2 separate regions of the Pan troglodytes genome follow, and region 2 is linked to region 1. The links are chromatin contacts, called in public capture Hi-C maps. All regions are on one chromosome and are shown on one strand. Each heading gives the region's core, a stretch centred on a gene start, on an enhancer-like site or on the middle of the called end of the contact. The rest is flanking DNA. Distances are from core to core; before and after follow the strand shown.

The links. Capture Hi-C pulls out chosen DNA fragments and counts their contacts.
Region 2: a capture Hi-C map of stem cell-derived neural stem cells shows a contact between it and region 1, with 2.8 times the contacts expected there. The contact joins two enhancer-like sites. A contact is called at or near these places in 1 of 7 Hi-C or Micro-C datasets (stem cell-derived neural progenitor cells), 1 of 1 datasets of contacts at active chromatin or transcription factors (stem cell-derived excitatory neurons) and 1 of 1 other capture datasets (stem cell-derived neural stem cells).

Annotation. Positions count from the first base shown.
Region 1 is chr9:6,789,693-6,793,394 of NHGRI_mPanTro3-v2.0_pri, forward strand. The region is part of intron 2 of KCNQ1 (potassium voltage-gated channel subfamily Q member 1); the gene reads left to right. Among named protein-coding and RNA genes, the nearest start is that of KCNQ1, 89 kb to the left of the region's middle. Within about 2 kb of position 1,364, at least 10 of the 24 cell types and tissues checked have an H3K27ac peak or open chromatin away from gene starts, as enhancers often do. A contact at or near this core is called in stem cell-derived neural progenitor cells and stem cell-derived neural stem cells, where this site is marked.
Region 2 is chr9:6,956,090-6,959,983 of NHGRI_mPanTro3-v2.0_pri, forward strand. All of the region lies in intron 11 of KCNQ1 (potassium voltage-gated channel subfamily Q member 1), which reads left to right. Among named protein-coding and RNA genes, the nearest start is that of CDKN1C, 190 kb to the right of the region's middle. Within about 2 kb of position 2,297, at least 21 of the 24 cell types and tissues checked have an H3K27ac peak or open chromatin away from gene starts, as enhancers often do. A contact at or near this core is called in stem cell-derived neural progenitor cells and stem cell-derived neural stem cells, where this site is marked.

The sequences.
Region 1 (3,702 bases), core at 114-2,613:
AGGTGGTGCCACGTTCAGGCCCGTCACCTGTAACACTCCCCACCCCACCTCACCCAGCCTGGGCTCACTCACTCCAGGCCAAGCCTTGGACATTCCTGGCTGCCCCAGGGCCTTTGCACGCCCTCTGACGTGGACCTGGCTGTCCTCGGGAGTGTCAGCACTCAGCCTCTTGTCAGGTTTCAGGCCTCTGCTTGGCACTATCCTGCACACCATCCCCGCCGACTGCCCTGTTCTGGGTTCATGGGGCTCTGGGAGGCTCACAAGCATCTGTCTGCCTCAGGCCATTCCACACTCCCTGAGGGTGGGACCCCGTGGCTGCGCTAACCCCACAAGCTCTGCATGGCGCTTCCTGGCCGTGCATGTCCCTCCCTGCATCAAATGCATAGGCCAGAGTTGCCCAACGAGGACGACCCAGCTTGGTATGTGCTCCCGGCTTCAGCTGCCCCTGCGTGATGGAGACACCCTCCCACTTGCCTTGCCACACTTCCCAGCAGTCTCTCGAAGCACTGGCCGCGTGGAAACAAATCCTTCAAGGGGATTTGAGGGTCCAGCTGTCACTCAGTCATGGCCATGGTGGGGGCACGTTGGGGACACAGCAGAGAGTGAGGCAGCCGTGGGCCTGGCCTTGACAGGCGGATGTACAGACACATCAGGGCCGAGACTGAGGCGTGGGCTCTGGGTGGGGAGACAGTGACCACTTGCTTGGAGGAGGGGGCGCTCAGGTGGGAGGGGCACAGTGAGAAGGAGGTAAACTGGTGCTGGCGGGGCAGGCAGGGACCCCTCCCAGGGCTCACAGCTTCCAGCGGACAGCAGGCACAGGGCTGTGGGGATCAGAGCACAGGCAGAAGTCACCTGACAGCAGGTTCCCGAGGCTTCAGGCCTGGAGGAGTGAGGACGGCTGTTGGGTTCTTGATTCCAGCAGAGGGAGGCTGTGCAGGGTTGCAGGAAGGACGGTTGGGGGCGCTGCGGGGAGGTACGAGAAGCAAAGGTGTTTGCAGCCCTTGGGGCCAGGCGGCGGGAAGGCCTGTAGACGCCAGAGGGCGCTCGTGCTACATGCAACTCAGGAGCTGCTGGCACCCGCCAAGGAGTGCTGAGCGCGGGGAGCCCAAACCACAGCCTTGGGGAACCCAGGAGGGGCCGGGCGGGTGCAGGACCCGCATGAGGGATTCCGAGAGCACGATGTTTAAATGTTGGGGGAAAAAATGGATCAAAGCGATGTGTTCCTAGGGAGCCCCTGTTTTCTCGTTTCTTTTCGTACGCCCAGCTTTGCAGTGCCAGAAAGCTGTTATCTCAGCACTGCTAAGGAAACCCCAGCGCGGCCTCGGAGGGATTAGGCATTCTGCTGAACCAGGGATATGCGGTGGGCCTGAAAAAGCCATTTCGGGAGGAATCTGGTCTCGGCTGGAGTCCGGCCGGCACCGTGAACAGCACGTGAACACCACGTCGGAAATCTGCTGGGCAGGGAGATTTCCTCAAGGCCTCCCAGGGAGGAGAGCCACTTCCTGGGCTGCAAAGAGGGCCCCAACCTGGCTTCTGAATTCAGAGGGGGCTGTGTGTGCACGTGTGTACGTACATGCATGTGCACGTCTGTGTACCCATGTCTGTGGAAGTGGCACACGTGTGCATGTGTGCACTCAGTGTACGTGTGCGTGCCTGTGGGTAGCTCCGTGCGCACATGCGTACACATATGCCTGGTGTGTGCGTGCACACGTGTGTCTGACGTGTGTGTGCTTTGCGTGTTCTTGCCTGGGAAGGAGTTCCCGGTTTGGGTGGCTCTCCTGTTTCTTGCCGAGGCCGGCTGCTGCCAGAAACTGGCCCCCTGCTCTCTGCAGTAAGAGACCCTGCCCTGGCCCAGGTGAGGGCCTGGCTTTTGTCTCCAGGATCACAGCTTTTGTCAAACTCCACACAAAGAGAGAGGCACTCAAAAGCACAACACAAACACGGCTAGTCCGCGCCTTTGGTGGTGAACATACCAGGGAATTGTCCTGCAATGCCTGTGGTTAAAAAACCCCGTGAGCTGCGGCCCCGGAGGCCTAGGGGATGAGGTCATCGCTGAGGCTCCCTCCCCTCTGCTGAGGCTCCCTCCGCCCCGCCCGGTGGCCCACCCCTCCCGCCAGCTGCAGCCTCCACTGCCTGGGTTTCTGCTGCCCCTTCAGCACACAGTGAGGCCTCAGTTTCCCTCCCAGCTCAGAGCAAGGCCTCAGTTTCCCTCCCAGCAGCAAAGTGAGACCCTGTAGGGAGTCTCTGGGCCTCCGTGACGGCCCTGGGCGGCCCTCTCTGTGGAACAAGGTCGGGTCCTGTCCTCAGCGCCCTGGCCTCCACTTGCTCAGGGCGCCCGCAGGCCCGCAGGTCCTCACCTGGTGTTTTTCACCTGGGACCCGCAGCTGCTCTGATGAGGAGCCTGCTCTGCGCACGGCCCGGGGCGGTTTCCCGCAGCACCATTTCTGCCGCTGCCGGGAAAAGACGCAGAGCAAAGGCACCTTTGCCCAGGTTGGGGAACCAGTGGGTGACTCAGGATTTTCCTCGACCCACCCCGAGGTCTGATTCCCTCTGCAGCTGCCGCCCGCTGAGGGTTGTCTTCCTCCCTGCCTGCCTCGCCCTGCCTGGTGAGCTCCTATGGGTCTGACGAAGCCCCGTCCTGCACACTTGCTTCGGGGGCGACTCCCCACTAGACTGGTTGCCCAGGGACGGGGGTACCCACTCCCTCCTCAGGGCTGCAGGGTGCTCTGGGAAGAGTTGTGTCCGTCTGTGGGCCTGTGGGCTCACTTGCCTTTTTGTCCCTGTCACTTGGGAGCTACCCAGCCAAGACCGGTCCCCACCACCCAGGCCACTCTGAGGCTTCAGAACATGGTGGTCTTCTCCCTGGCAGGGTTGTTTCCGCCTGCATTTGTTCAGCCAGCAAATCTTTATTAAGCACCTACTGTGTGCCAGGATCTATGTGCAAGCAGGCCATGGGCTCATGAAAGGCAGAGCTGGACTGAGATTCTGCACCCCTGGGATCCTCACTGCAGGGCCCTGTGTATGTGCGGGCTGGAGCCCTGGTTCCTGTCTGCACTGAGCCCCTGGAGCTAGACCCAGAGGACTTGACAGATGTGGGCCCTCCGTCTGCACAGCCCCCAGGGCACGGGGCGGCCTGCAGCTCTGCCCGGCCAGACTTCAGGTCACTGCCCCATGAGCCTGTAGGAGAAACTTCTCACTCATCTGTCCTGAGACCTGCCTGGAGCCCACCCCAGGGAGACAGAGGCTCTCGGGGCCTGTTCAGGGTGAAAGGACGCTAGACACTGGCCTGCAGGCTTTGGGCGGGTAAGGGTAGCGAAGGTGAAAGTGGACCAGGGGCAGGTGGAGCAGGGTAGGCCCAAGTGTCTGTCTGGGGCAGTTGGGGACACCCAGGTGGGCTGAACTTCAGCTGCCACCCAGCTTCAGCTGCCAAGGCTCCTCCCGGGTCAGGGTCGACCCCTGATGTCCTGGCAAGAGTTCCAAGAACAAAGGCTCAGAATCCACCAAGCGGAACTTGAAGCCACTGCCCTGTGGGGACAGGAGAAGTGACTTGGCCGGCTCTCCGGAGCCCAGTGTTGATCACTGAGGACCACCGGATACAAGTCCCTCCTGCCTTCCCCTTTAGTGACGCTGAAGCTGTTGAAATCCCCATCCACCGGGAGCTCCTGGTCCTGGGGAGCCCTGTGCAACCCACTCACTGCCTTT
Region 2 (3,894 bases), core at 1,047-3,546, 170 kb after region 1:
TCTGGTTAATCCTGCCTGCCTGCTTTCCTTCAAGTACTGACTGAGTAAGGCTGTGTATCAGGCTCTTGGCTGGGTACAGAGCAGGCAGCAGAAAACAAAACAGAGTTCCTCCCTGGGAGCTTTTGGTCTAGCAAAAGGGGCACCACAGTAAAGAAAGAACTGGTAAATGCACATCAAATGTGGATATTATCAGGAAAGTTTTTATACTTTGTGATAATCTAAGACAGAACTATTCTACCTGGATGAATTATTCTCTTTCATAACCAGAACAGTGCTGTGGGAAGGCACTCTTACCCTCAGTTTTATAGAAAAGGCTATTTGACCTGCTCAGGGACCACAGTGGGGCACTGGGATCTGAACATAGTGGTGGCCCTTCAAGCCTACTACCCAGACTGAGACCTGCATCCAATCAACTCTCATCTCCAATATGACCAAGACTTCTACCACTACCTCTCACCTGGCAGGTGATCACCACCCCCAACTCAGACTGCAACCTTTACTTCGCCCCCTAATTCCTGACTCAGAATCCCCACCTAGAGGCAGAACTTCGACTTCAATTCCTGACTCCCATATCCCTGAGACCTCTAACCCCAATCCCAATCTCTTAACTCAGAGCCCCCCATTCAGAACCTCTACCCAAAGACAGACTCCAGACCCTGACTCCAGTCGCCAACTCGGACCTCCCTTGGATCTCAACTTAGAGCCATGATGCAGACTCCAGACCGGGATTCAGGTCCCCAACTCAGACTCCCGATCCTCTGTCCCTAATGAGGCCCTACCTAAAACCACCATGCGGACTCCAGACCCGGACTGACTGGGACCCCAACTACTCAGATCCCAACTCAGGCAAACTCCCAGCCAGGATGTGGACCCTAGACCCGAATTCTGATCCCAACTAGGATACCTAACTCAGAACCACAACGGGGATTCCCAACTCCGATCCTAACTCGGGCCCTGACTCAGAACCACTGAGTGGATTTCCGACTCCGGTCCCAATTCGGGCTTTGACTCAAAACCACAACATGGATTCCCAACTTCCATCCCAATAGCGCGGACTCGGAACCACGATGCGGATTCCAGACTCCAATCCCAATTCAGCCCACTCTGAACCACCATGAGAACTATAGACCCGGAATCCGATCCTTGGGACGCGGCCAGGAACTCGGACCTCGACCCTGGCCACGCTGTCCATAAGGTGCAGATGGGAGCGCACTGCCCAGGCCAGGCTGCACTGCTGACGCCTGGGATCTGGGACGGCCGCGGGGCACACAGCTCACCTCAGCAACGCCAGTGATCACCCGTCCCGCGCCGTCCGCCCAGTTCCGTGCTGACCGTGTTCAAACCCTCCCAGAGAGATGGGGAGGGCCGCGCTGAGGAGAGTGGGAGAACCGCGCTGAGGAGCCGCCGGGGAGAACCGCGCTGAGGAGCCCCAGAGAGAGAGTCGCGCTGAGAAGCTCCTGGGGAAAACCGAGCTGAGGAGCCCCCAGGAGAGTGCCGCACTGAGGAGCCCCAGGGAGAACCGCGCGGAGGAGAACCATGCTGAGGAGCCCCCGGGGAGAACAGAACCGCGGCGAGAAGCCCCCGGAGAGAACCGCGCCGAAGAACCCCCTGGGACAGCCGCGCCGAAGAACCCCCGGGGACAACCGCGCCGAAGAACCCCCGGGGACAACCGCGCCGAAGAACCCCCGGGGACAACCGCGCCGAAGAACCCCCGGGGACAACCGCGCCGAAGAACCCCCGGGGAGAACCGCGCCGAAAAGCCCCGGGTGCCCCGAGGAGAACGGCGCCGAAAAGTCCCGGGTGCCCCGGGTAGAACGGCGCCGAGGAGTCCCCGGGAAGAACCGCGCCCAGGAGCCCCCGGAAGAACGCCGCGCTGAGGAGCCCCAGGGAGAACCGCGCCTAGGAGCCCCGAGGAGAACCACGCCGAGGGGCGCGCCGGGGAGAACCACGATGACTGACGCACCGAGGAGGACCGCGCTGAGGGGCGCACCCGGAGAATCGTGCTGAGGAGCCCCGGGGAGGACCACGCTGAGGGGCACCCCGGCAGAATCGCGCTGAGGGGCGCCCTGGCAGGATCTTGCTGAGGAGCTCCCTGGAGGTCCGTGCTGAGGCGACGCGGCGACCGTTCTGCCTGGAGACTGCTGCAGCGCTCCGACTGCCCCCACCGCAGCTGACGTGGCGACCGCCCCCCACCTGCTGATTGGGCGGCAGCAGGGGAAGGCTTGCGGCGGGCTGCTGCACGGATTGGCTGGGTGCGGGAAGTGATGTGCCGTGTCCTGTCATTGGCCGAAAGGGTCTGGTTTTGCTGCCACCCGGGCTCAGATTGGCCCAGCGGGTCCAGCGCCGCATGAGGCGCTGGCTGGGTGTGAGGTGGCGCGAGCCGCCGCCCTCCCTGCCCCCACTCGTCGTCCCTGAGCACCACCGGGGGCCGGGGCCAGCGCCAGCCTCAGCGTTGGCATCGCCGGGGTGAGCCGGAGACACGGGCCAGTTCTCTGCGTGTTGTGTTCACCACCCCGGGGTGACCGCGTGAGGACAGCGGCCGCACTCCGACACCGCTGTGGGCCCTCGGTGTGGAGGCCTGTGGGCGTCCAGGCCATGCCCGAGACCAGCCCCTCCGCCGGCGCCAATGCAGCGACCTCGAACCCGGGCAAGGTCTCCACCGCCGTGGCACCGGGTGCGGGAGGCGTTTTCCCCCCTCCCAGCGGGTCCATGCAGGGGATCGGGATGTTCTGAAGCCCCCACTGCTGTGCCTGGAAAACCCGTGTCTGCCGCTCACCCCTGAGGACTTGGGACCTCAGGGGGTGAGTGGCAGGGGTGGCCGGGACATGCCAGGCCACCCATCTGGCAAAGGGCAGCGCCGAGGGCGCCCCGCGCCTGCCAGCGCCCGGCCGGGCCCGCCCTGCCCACCTCCCATCCCCCACCCGGGCGTGACACTTGACCGCGTCTGCCGGCCCCTCCCCTTGTCCGTCCCCTCCGCGCCGCTGGCGCGCGCCTTCTGAGTGCCAAGCATTGCCATAAACTCTGGGGACAAAAGCCTGGGCCACAAAAGCCCCCTCTAGAAGTTCACACCCTGAGGCTTCCCTGGCAAGGCTGGGGGCCGTTTGGCCCTTCCATGTGGACTGCAAAAACAGTGTTGGAATGCAGGACTCTGGGTATGTTCTTGAAAGTTGTTACAACCCCAACCCAGGGTTGACCTCAAACACAGGAGGAAGGGGGAGGCTGGAGCCAGCCAAGCGAGCCAGCCGTCCCCCCACCAAGGCACGCAAGGAGGCCATTCATCTTCACTGCCTCTGCCGAAAATATACGTCTACGGGAGAGCCAGGAATCTCTCTCCAAGGGTGACTGGGTTGGGGGTTTTGTTGTTCTTCAGCCCAGAAGAGAAAGAGAAAATGGTGTCATTTTTTCAGGCAGCAAGTGATTCCTTTCTGGCCTTCAGCAACGACGCCCAGATGAGTCCACTCCCGCCTGTAGGATGGAGGTGATGCTGACAGCCTCTTGGAGCCATTGAGATAGGAAACGAGAGAGATTATGTGAGAAGACAGGGTCAGGAATGTTGAGCTGAGGGTGGCCTCAGGCCCCTGTCCTGCTCCTTTTTGCTGCTTGGGGTGCAGCTCAATTCCAGCCTCACTGTGGCCCCCAGGCCTCCTCTGGCCTTCCTCAGCCTTCCTCAGGAGGCCAGAATCCTCCCCTGATCACCCTCCCTGCATGTCCATTTCTACCTCCCCAGGAGGTCAGGGGAGCAGGATCCCAGGTCTTCAGAGTAATTTCACAGATTTCACCAGAATAAAAGTCCCACTCATGTGGGGTTTACATTCTGGTGGGAAAGACAGATTTTCGAAACGTGGCCATTTTTCTTTGGGCCTTTGTTAGCTGCATCAGATGGAGGAGGTAGCC